2 separate regions of the Mus musculus genome follow, and region 2 is linked to region 1. A link is a contact called in public promoter capture Hi-C data. All regions are on one chromosome and are shown on one strand. Each heading gives the region's core, a stretch centred on a gene start, on an enhancer-like site or on the middle of the called end of the contact. The rest is flanking DNA. Distances are from core to core; before and after follow the strand shown.

Region 1 (4,095 bases), core at 462-2,961:
ATATAAGGTGACAGACTATTAACCTCCACTTCTTAATTATCCTTAACAGTTTATAGTAAGTCCTATAAGAATATATATGTAACAGTTTATAGTAAAGTAAAATATAACAGTTTATAGTAAAGTCCTATAAGAATAGGACTTTACATTTCATCCCCGTTAGGGTTAGCCTTAAAAATAATGATTTCTAAATTGAAGTTCTTTTAGTATCAAAATAAAACTTTTAACTCATAAGCAGAGTATATAAAGAGACTGGAAACCCTCCTGATCCTCACATGGTGTGCCATTATAGAACATAACAATTTCCTGTGTGACTCAGTTTACCAAAATAGCTACAGCTTAACAATGCAAGCAAAAGCAAGGAAGTTCGACCTATGTGCTTAAATCAGTCTCTGTTAGCCTGAATAGATCTTAGGTAAGGAGAGAAGTTTTCTAGGCCAGTGGATCTCAACCATTTGGTGTTCCAACCCTTAACACAAGTTTTTGTGTTTGGGTGACCCCCAACCATAAAATTATTCTCCTTGTTATTTTACAACTGTACTTTTGACATTGTTATGAATGACGGTGCAAACATCCAACATGAAGGCAACCCTAAGCTACTCCTGTAAAAAAAAATAAATAAAGGGGGGTTATGATCCATAGGCTAAAAAACTGTTCCAAGTTCTTTGTCACACCTGTTCAGGTCATTGTCTTACTGTATCATAAGATAGGAATTCCTCAGTCTCTCATGTTTATCTGTAGCCCTAATTTTTAGCCTTTTACTTACCTACTTATTAAGATCATATATTAATAAAGACAATATAATAAAATATCTTATAAGCTTTAAAATGTCCCACAGCCTTATAAACTTAAATATATTTTTTAAAAAGCTGTTGTTATTTTAACATCCAGTTTTAAAACTCCAAAACTTTCTAAAATGACTTTTAAAAGTTTTCAACTATGTGTTCTTGTTCTTACAAAATCAAAATAAAGAACCTGTTTAAAGAGTGAAGACACAGAGCACAACCATAATTTTCAGAAGGCAAAGCCAAGCTCTAACAGTAAAAACAATTTAAAGTCTCTAAAATCAATGCCAAATGGGTTACTCTTATGTTACAAAGTTTGGCTTCCAGCAAGTTACATTCTTGTATATGAACACGCAGAGGTGCAACTTTAATAACTTATTAAACAGGCATTGTTTTACCTGGTTTTGTTTTGTTTTGTTTTGTTTTTGGACAGAAAGGAAGTATACAAAAACCTTATCCCAGCTTAAAAGCATCTCTGAGGATCTTGGCCAGCCAATACCACCATGGTTGCCCTTGGTCAAAATGGTGGTGAAGCTATGATGTCTGCCTTCTCCATCTCTATCAAAGATAACGACCAACCATGTATTGCTGCTCAAGGTGGCAGCAAGCTACCCAGAACAGAATGTCACATGGTCTCTTTAAGATCATCTAAGCAGAGGTTTTTAATTACCAACCCCAAGTTACAAGTTTTAAGTTAACTTTTTGTCACAGATTTTTAACCATACCTAATAACTAATAAGCCAATAATCTCTTTTGTTTCTAACCTCTGACATAGCCTTTTAAAGCATGCCGAGTCTGAAGAAGGGTGAGCCATACGTAACCCAATTCCAGAGCCAGATTCTCAAGAAAGTAGTGAGAATGCTAGGCTGATTCCATGACAGGCTACAAATGGGCAGTTAAGGAGACTAGGCCTAAATCTCTGTTCCCAAGAACTGAGCAATTCCAGGTCAGTCCAGAGTTGCCTCAGAAGCTGCCCTGTCACCCGGCCTGAGGCAAGGACAATAGGTTAGCAGCAGTTTCCAGACTTCCTCAGCTACTTCCTCAGTAACAGTTCCAGACCTCCCCAGCAAGTTTCCAGCCCCCACAACCCAGTAATGGAATGTCTGTAGAGATGGGCCCAACAGAATAACATAGAGGATAACTATCCCGGAATTCCCTAATGTGCTTTAAATCAGGCCTGACAGCTCACTTGGCTGTCTCTCTATTCTGGTAATGGGAGACTCCAGGATGCTGGACTTCTGCAGAATAAAACACTCTTTCATTTTACTATTTGAGTTCAGGGTATCATCTTCATCGAATCATGGGCCCTTAAAGTAGAACAGCACAAAACATCCTTTAAGCTCACACATTCAAACAAACACAATGGCTGGCTATAACAGTAGCAGCCAAGCTATAATCAAGACACATAAATAAACACAGTAAACTTATATATCCAAGGGAGAGACCAGTCAGAAGCAAGCATGCAGTGACCATGTTTTTTTAAACATCTTTTTAAAACTGAGCCTGATATAGTTCTGCCTCAGCTCCATGTCTCTTGCACATCGGAAATCACAGATCCATCCATATACACAAAATGAACAGACAAACTTTTCTTACCTGACCAAGCCAGCCCAGTCAGTCAACAGGGTCTCAACGGCAGGAGTGAGGACTGAAAAGAAAAAGACAATTAGACAAACATAACAGGACTCTAGCTAGTGCTGAGGCTGAAGAGGGTTAATTTTTTTCCCAGTCAGCTTTTACACTATTCTAAGTACTAGCAGAGAATAGGGTCAGTTCTTAGATCAAAGACAAAGTGATTAAACAAGGCAAAGAGCAAAGATCACACCAGGTAGTAATCAAACAAAGCAATAAGCAAAGTCCCCAAGTCACACATTCCTTGGTTTTGTTCACCTTGATCCTTGCATCAGCCCAAATGTGAATACTCTTATCTGATCCTAACTCTTCCTCCAGAGCCCAGTGACAAGGGCTTGCCAAATTTCTATAAGCAGCAAATCCCTTTTTTTTTAATTGGATATTTTCTTTATTTACATTTCAAATGTTTTCCCCTTTTCCTGTTTCCCCCTCCCAGAAACTCCCTGTCCTATACCCCTTCTCCATGCTTCTATGAGGGTGTCCCTCCACCTACCTTCCCACTCACACCTCCCCACCCTCAGTTCCCCTACACTGGGGCATCTATCAGGCCTTCATACGGCTAAGGACCTCTCCTCCCATTGATTCCTGACGAGGCCATCCTCTGCTACATATGCAGCTGGAGCCATGCTTAGTCCCTGCAAGCTCTGGGGGGTCTGGTTGGTTGATATTGTTGTTGTTCCTATGGGGTTGCAAACCCCTTCAGCTCCTTCAGTCCTTTCTCTAGCTCCTCCATTGGGGACTCCACGCTCAGTCTGATGGTTGGCTGTGAGCATCCGCCTCTGTATATGTCAGGCTCTGGCAGAGCCTTTCAGGAGACAGCTATATCAGGCTCCTGTCAGCATGCACTTCTTGGCATCTACAATAGTGTTGGCATTTGGTGACTATATATGGGATGAATCCCCAGGTGGGACAGTCTCTGAACGTAGCTCCATATCGTCCCAATTCATAACACACAAGGATAGATCAGACACACAAGACATAAAACCAAAACAACACCAAAAACATAAAGTCAGCCACAACAGAGAATATGAGACAATGACATTTAACCATTCCTTCTTGTATGGCTCAACTGTTAAGAGTCCCATTGATGGCAAAGCCATTCACAGTCTTTCCTGGACCCCAAATCCATGCTTTGACTATCCAAATACTTCGTTTTTGTCTCCCAATCTCATGGACAATACCCACATAGTCCCTAGGCTTTGGAGTGTGTTGATCCCAAAGTGCCAGGCCTCTCCAAGAACTTTCAGTCAGGAGAGTGAATCTGATGACTCAGGCTGAACTCTTCAAATAACCAGAAATAACCAGTGGGCCTTAGGACATATTCCCTGTAGCCCAAACAGGGGTGCACAGACCTTGTCAAGTCCTCCCCGCTCATCAGATAGGGTATCCCATAACAAGAATCCAGAAACTGGGCAGGAAATTGTCACAGAAAGCTAACTTAAAAAGAGCTTCTATCATGTACCCAAAAAAAAAGGAAGCCTCAATAAAAAAGAAAAGAAAAAATACCTGCTATTTTCTTTCAAGTGTAGCTATTCACGTCAGGATTCTGCAGGGTGGAAAGTACTTCTGGGAACCTTGGGTCAGCAAGGTTGGCTATCAGAAGGCTTGCGAATCCCCAGGTCTTGGGGATCCCGGAGTGAAAAGAGAATTTCAGGTGGAGTTACCTTGATGATGGGCCTCA
Region 2 (4,095 bases), core at 997-3,496, 270 kb after region 1:
CCTAGGGTTTGCTTGCTTATTAAGAAACAGGGTATCAATGAGGTGGAGAGGTGACTGGCCTGAACTTCCCGGGCTCAAGTGATCCATCTGTCTCAACTTCACGAGTTCTACATTTTTTTTAAAGGGAAAATATACAAAAGTAGGATCTTTAAATGTTTGGAAAATGCTATTTTCAAGAAAACAGTTAAACACATACACACATTTCACGAAACATCTAAATATTCAAACTTTATAATCCTAAAATGTCTTGTTAACATTTTCTACTCCCTTTGTAGCAGAAATGTTGTTCCCATTTCTTCAAATTAGTTTTATGTTTACTTTCATGTCATGGTAGATTCCACCTGTTGTTAGAATGAACACTTACAGCCGGGCGTGGTGGCGCACGCCTTTAATCCCAGCACTTGGGAGGCAGAGGCAGGTGGATCTCTGAGTTCGAGGCCTGCCTGGTCTACAAAGTGAGTTCCAGGACAGCCAGGGCTATACAGAGAAACCCTGTCCCGAAAAAACAAAAAAAAAAAAAAAAAAACCAAAAAGAATGAACACTTACAGATTACTCTTCCCCCTTTAACGTGTGGCTGAAGAATACCACCCTAATAATCAGAAAAGGAAATTTAATAAGATAATGTAATGTCACGATCAAGCATGTGGTTTTTATTTTTCTGAAACTCCTATGGTCAACAATACCCACTGATAATTAATTTTAACATCAGCATTAAAATAATCTCTTATAAATTCACATTGGATTAACAAGCCAATTATTTCTACGTACTGTCTTGAGAAATTACTGAAATTATAGATTTAGAAATGAAGCATTCCCTCAGCTATCTCGGCCACAATAACACCAGCATGTAACACTTATTTTCTTTTTTCTTCTGCCCCCCTCAAGAAGCAGGGATGTTACTGTGAGGTATTGGTTTATATACTGACCTCTGTCACTTGGGTTTGAAGGACAGTTTCTATTGAGTTTAAAATATCTATCTCCATACATTACAGCTAAATACCTAGAAAGTGTTGTGTAAATTTTAATTTTCAATCCGTTTTTGGATCAAAGAGTTCTTTAAAGATTAGAGAACTGAGTAAACTACTTTAAACGAGTCAGCCTGATATGATCTCTAAAAGCTGCAACAAATCTGACATCTTAATTTCCAGCAAAACTTCTCAGATTTTAGCTAACTTAGAGTTGTTTTCATGTGTCAAGAGTTCAAGAGTGGTCGGTGTTTAAAATAACATCCTCACTCTCCCAATGTGGAGACACTTGCCAGCACTTGGGAGGCAGAGGCAGGAAGCTCACTACAAGTTCAAGGCCACTTTGGTTTAAGTAAGTAGCCTGGGCTACAAGAGGTCTCATAACAACAAGACTCGATTTTGATTGGGAAGTAGCTACAAGATGGAAAAATTCAGTGGCACTTTCAGAGCTGCTGTCTGACTTAGTAGTGGAAGAAAAAGGTATTCTCTTACTGTGCATGATCCAAAGCAAACCAAAGAACAACATGGCTCTAACAGGAGCCTTAGAACAATCAAAAGAGCTACACTTATTTAACACTGTAGGCTTTTCAACGTTGGAACCTATAAGCAGATTTCATGTTCAACGTCTCGAAAGTTTAAATGAACTCTTCCAGCCTTGAACCACAACAAGTGAAAATTTGGAATATGTTATTAACTCCTAATCTTTTTCGAAACCGACTTTACTTTGGGCAAGTAACCATCCCTGTCGCCGCCGCTTTTTATAGACAGAATTTCTGTCTGAAAGATCATCTTTCTAACTCAGTCTGGCTTGATGTTCTGTGTTAGTCACCCTCGTTTCTCTTAAATCTCACTTCTCCCACTATCCTAGTTAACATATATTTTCAGGACTTTTAACCCGGTTCGCTTTCTCCAGCTATGCACCTCTTCGGCAGCTGGATCGCCCTACTTTTTTCCCCTATCGCCCAGGTTCCTCTAAGACTATGCTAAACATTAGACCGAGCACATGACCTCCAGTCATCCAGGATCGCCACACGCCGGCCCTAAACCATGCGATGCCCCAGGCTTACAAATTAAAACCGTCTTCTGGCTTTTCCTCTCCTAGTGAACCTGCAGTGTGGAAATTTAAATTTAAAAATTTTTTAAATAAAAGAACCCGCTCCCTTTTCTCTACCCCCTTGGCCCCGCCCACGAACCCCCCTCAAGCCTCCACGCGAAGCCGCAGGAAACCGGAGGGGGCGGGGCGGTGACGTCACGACGCCGGCGCGTCACGGAACGGCGGCGGCTGCGGCGCTGGCGGTGGCTGCGGCAGCGGCGGCATTTTAGTCTGCGGCGGCAGCGGCTGCGGGGCTGCTGCTCCTCCCAGCATCCCTGGCGCGGCCATTTCAGCCCCATCTTGGCCGAGTGGAGGGAGCTGCAGCCGCTGCTTCAGCAGTTTGAATTTCTGTTTTGTTTTGTTTTGTTTTTTCCCTCCGGAGTCTCCGAGCCGGCCGCGCCGCGGAGAAGCGGAAGGCGCCGCCACCGGTTCCCCTCACGCCGCCGAGCACCTCCGCTCGCTTGCCGTTCCTTCAGCCGCCGCCGCCGCCCCTCACGCGCCTCAGAGCCGCGAGGAGGCCGGGCCCGCCGCCGCCGCGGGTGGCTCCCTGAGGGAGGCCAGACTGCCGGCCTTCCCCGCCCCCGAGCGGGCTTCCGCCGCCACCGCCGGCATGGCCCCCGGACTGCGCTCGGGCTAGAGCCCGGGACGGAGGGCTGCCTCCCGCCGCGGACCTCCAGCCCCGTCCGTCAGGAAGCGCCGGTCCCGGCCTCGCCGCTCCGCCTTCTTCCTCCGCGTCGCCGCGCGGGAGCAGCCGCGGGACCCGGCCAGGAGAGCCCGAGCGGGGCAGAACCGCCCCTCACGCCGCCGCCGCCGCCTCCTGCGCCCTGCGCTCCACCCCCAGCCGGGCCTGCTGACCGCGCCGAGCGCCGGGCTGGACTGACCGCGGAGGCTGAGCTGTTGGAGCAGCCGGCCCGCCCCTGGACCACGCTCGGGCCGTCGCTGAGGAGTTGAATTGAGGCACCCCTGCCGCGGGAGGTGAGGAGGGAGGAGGAGGATGTCGCGCCGAGACGCCGGCGCCCAGAGCAGCCCGTGACTTGGCGGCGTGGGCCGTAGACCCAGGCGCGAACTCGGACTTTGTCTTTGGGGGCCCGTGCTCGGCCCTTCTCGGTTTCCGGTGGGGTCCCAGAGGAGCCTCTGCCCTCCAGCCTCTTCCACCATGTCCAAGATGCCGGCCAAGAAGAAGAGCTGCTTCCAGATCACCAGTGTCACCACGGCTCAGGTGGCCACCAGCATCACCGAGGACACCGAGAGCCTGGACGACCCGGACGAGTCGCGCACGGAGGACGTGTCCTCCGAGATCTTCGACGTTTCCCGGGCCACGGATTACGGCCCGGAGGAGGTGTGCGAGCGTAGCTCCTCGGAAGAGACGCTCAACAATGTCGGGGATGCGGAAACTCCCGGGACCGTGTCCCCGAACCTCATCCTGGATGGGCAGCTGGCAGCCGCTTCAGCTGCGCCCGCCAACGGAGGCGGCGGTGGCGTGTCGGCCCGGAGCGTGGCGGGGGCACTCGCCCAGACCCTGGCGGCGGCCGCCGCTTCGGTGTCCACTCCTGGGCCGAGTAGTGCAACTCCATCTCAGCCCCCTGCCACTTGTAGTTCGCGTTTCCGCGTGATCAAACTAGACCACGGGAGCGGGGAGCCGTACCGGCGCGGCCGATGGACGTGTATGGAATACTACGAGCGGGATTCGGATAGCAGCGTCCTCACCAGGTCCGGGGATTGCATTAGACACAGCAATACTTTGGAGCAGACTGCGGAGCGGGACAGCGGCCTGGGAGCCACCGGAGGGTCGGTGGTGGTGGTGGTGGCCTCCATGCAGGGGGCGCACGGGCTGGACTCGGGAACTGACAGCTCCTTGACTGCTGTGTCACAGCTACCCCCGTCGGAGAAAATGAGCCAGCCCACTCTCGCCCAGCCGCAGAGTTTCAGCGTCGGGCAGCCGCAGCCTCCACCGCCCGTAGGTGGGGCTGTGGCTCCAAGTTCGGCGTCGCTGCCGCCGTTCCCGGGAGCGGCGACCGGGCCGCAGCCAATGACAG

Evidence for each region. Promoter capture Hi-C pulls out the DNA fragments that hold promoters and counts their contacts.
Region 2: a contact with region 1 is called in a promoter capture Hi-C map of liver. The contact joins the promoter of Tsc22d2 here to the enhancer-like site in region 1. A contact is called at or near these places in 15 of 39 promoter capture datasets (the 3T3-L1 cell line, 3T3-L1-derived adipocytes, the SN4741 cell line and 9 more), 1 of 15 datasets of contacts at CTCF or cohesin (the NIH/3T3 cell line), 10 of 484 Hi-C or Micro-C datasets (bone marrow-derived macrophages, cerebral cortex, embryonic fibroblasts and 7 more), 18 of 115 datasets of contacts at active chromatin or transcription factors (the NIH/3T3 cell line, SST interneurons, acute myeloid leukemia and 11 more) and 1 of 9 other capture datasets (pancreatic islet).

What each region holds. Positions count from the first base shown.
Region 1 is chr3:58,144,395-58,148,489 of GRCm38.p6, forward strand. All of the region lies in intron 4 of Gm40056 (a long non-coding RNA gene), which reads left to right. 1700007F19Rik (RIKEN cDNA 1700007F19 gene) reads right to left here. Exons shown (of 6, transcript NR_040538.1): 4 at 3,921-4,095; 5 at 2,379-2,430. Among named protein-coding and RNA genes, the nearest start is that of 1700007F19Rik, 17 kb to the right of the region's middle. Within about 2 kb of position 1,712, at least 8 of the 459 cell types and tissues checked have an H3K27ac peak or open chromatin away from gene starts, as enhancers often do. A contact at or near this core is called in liver, where this site is marked.
Region 2 is chr3:58,412,474-58,416,568 of GRCm38.p6, forward strand. It overlaps Tsc22d2 (TSC22 domain family, member 2), which reads left to right and starts at 2,247. Exons shown (of 4, transcript NM_001081229.2): 1 at 2,247-4,095. The coding sequence starts at 3,216.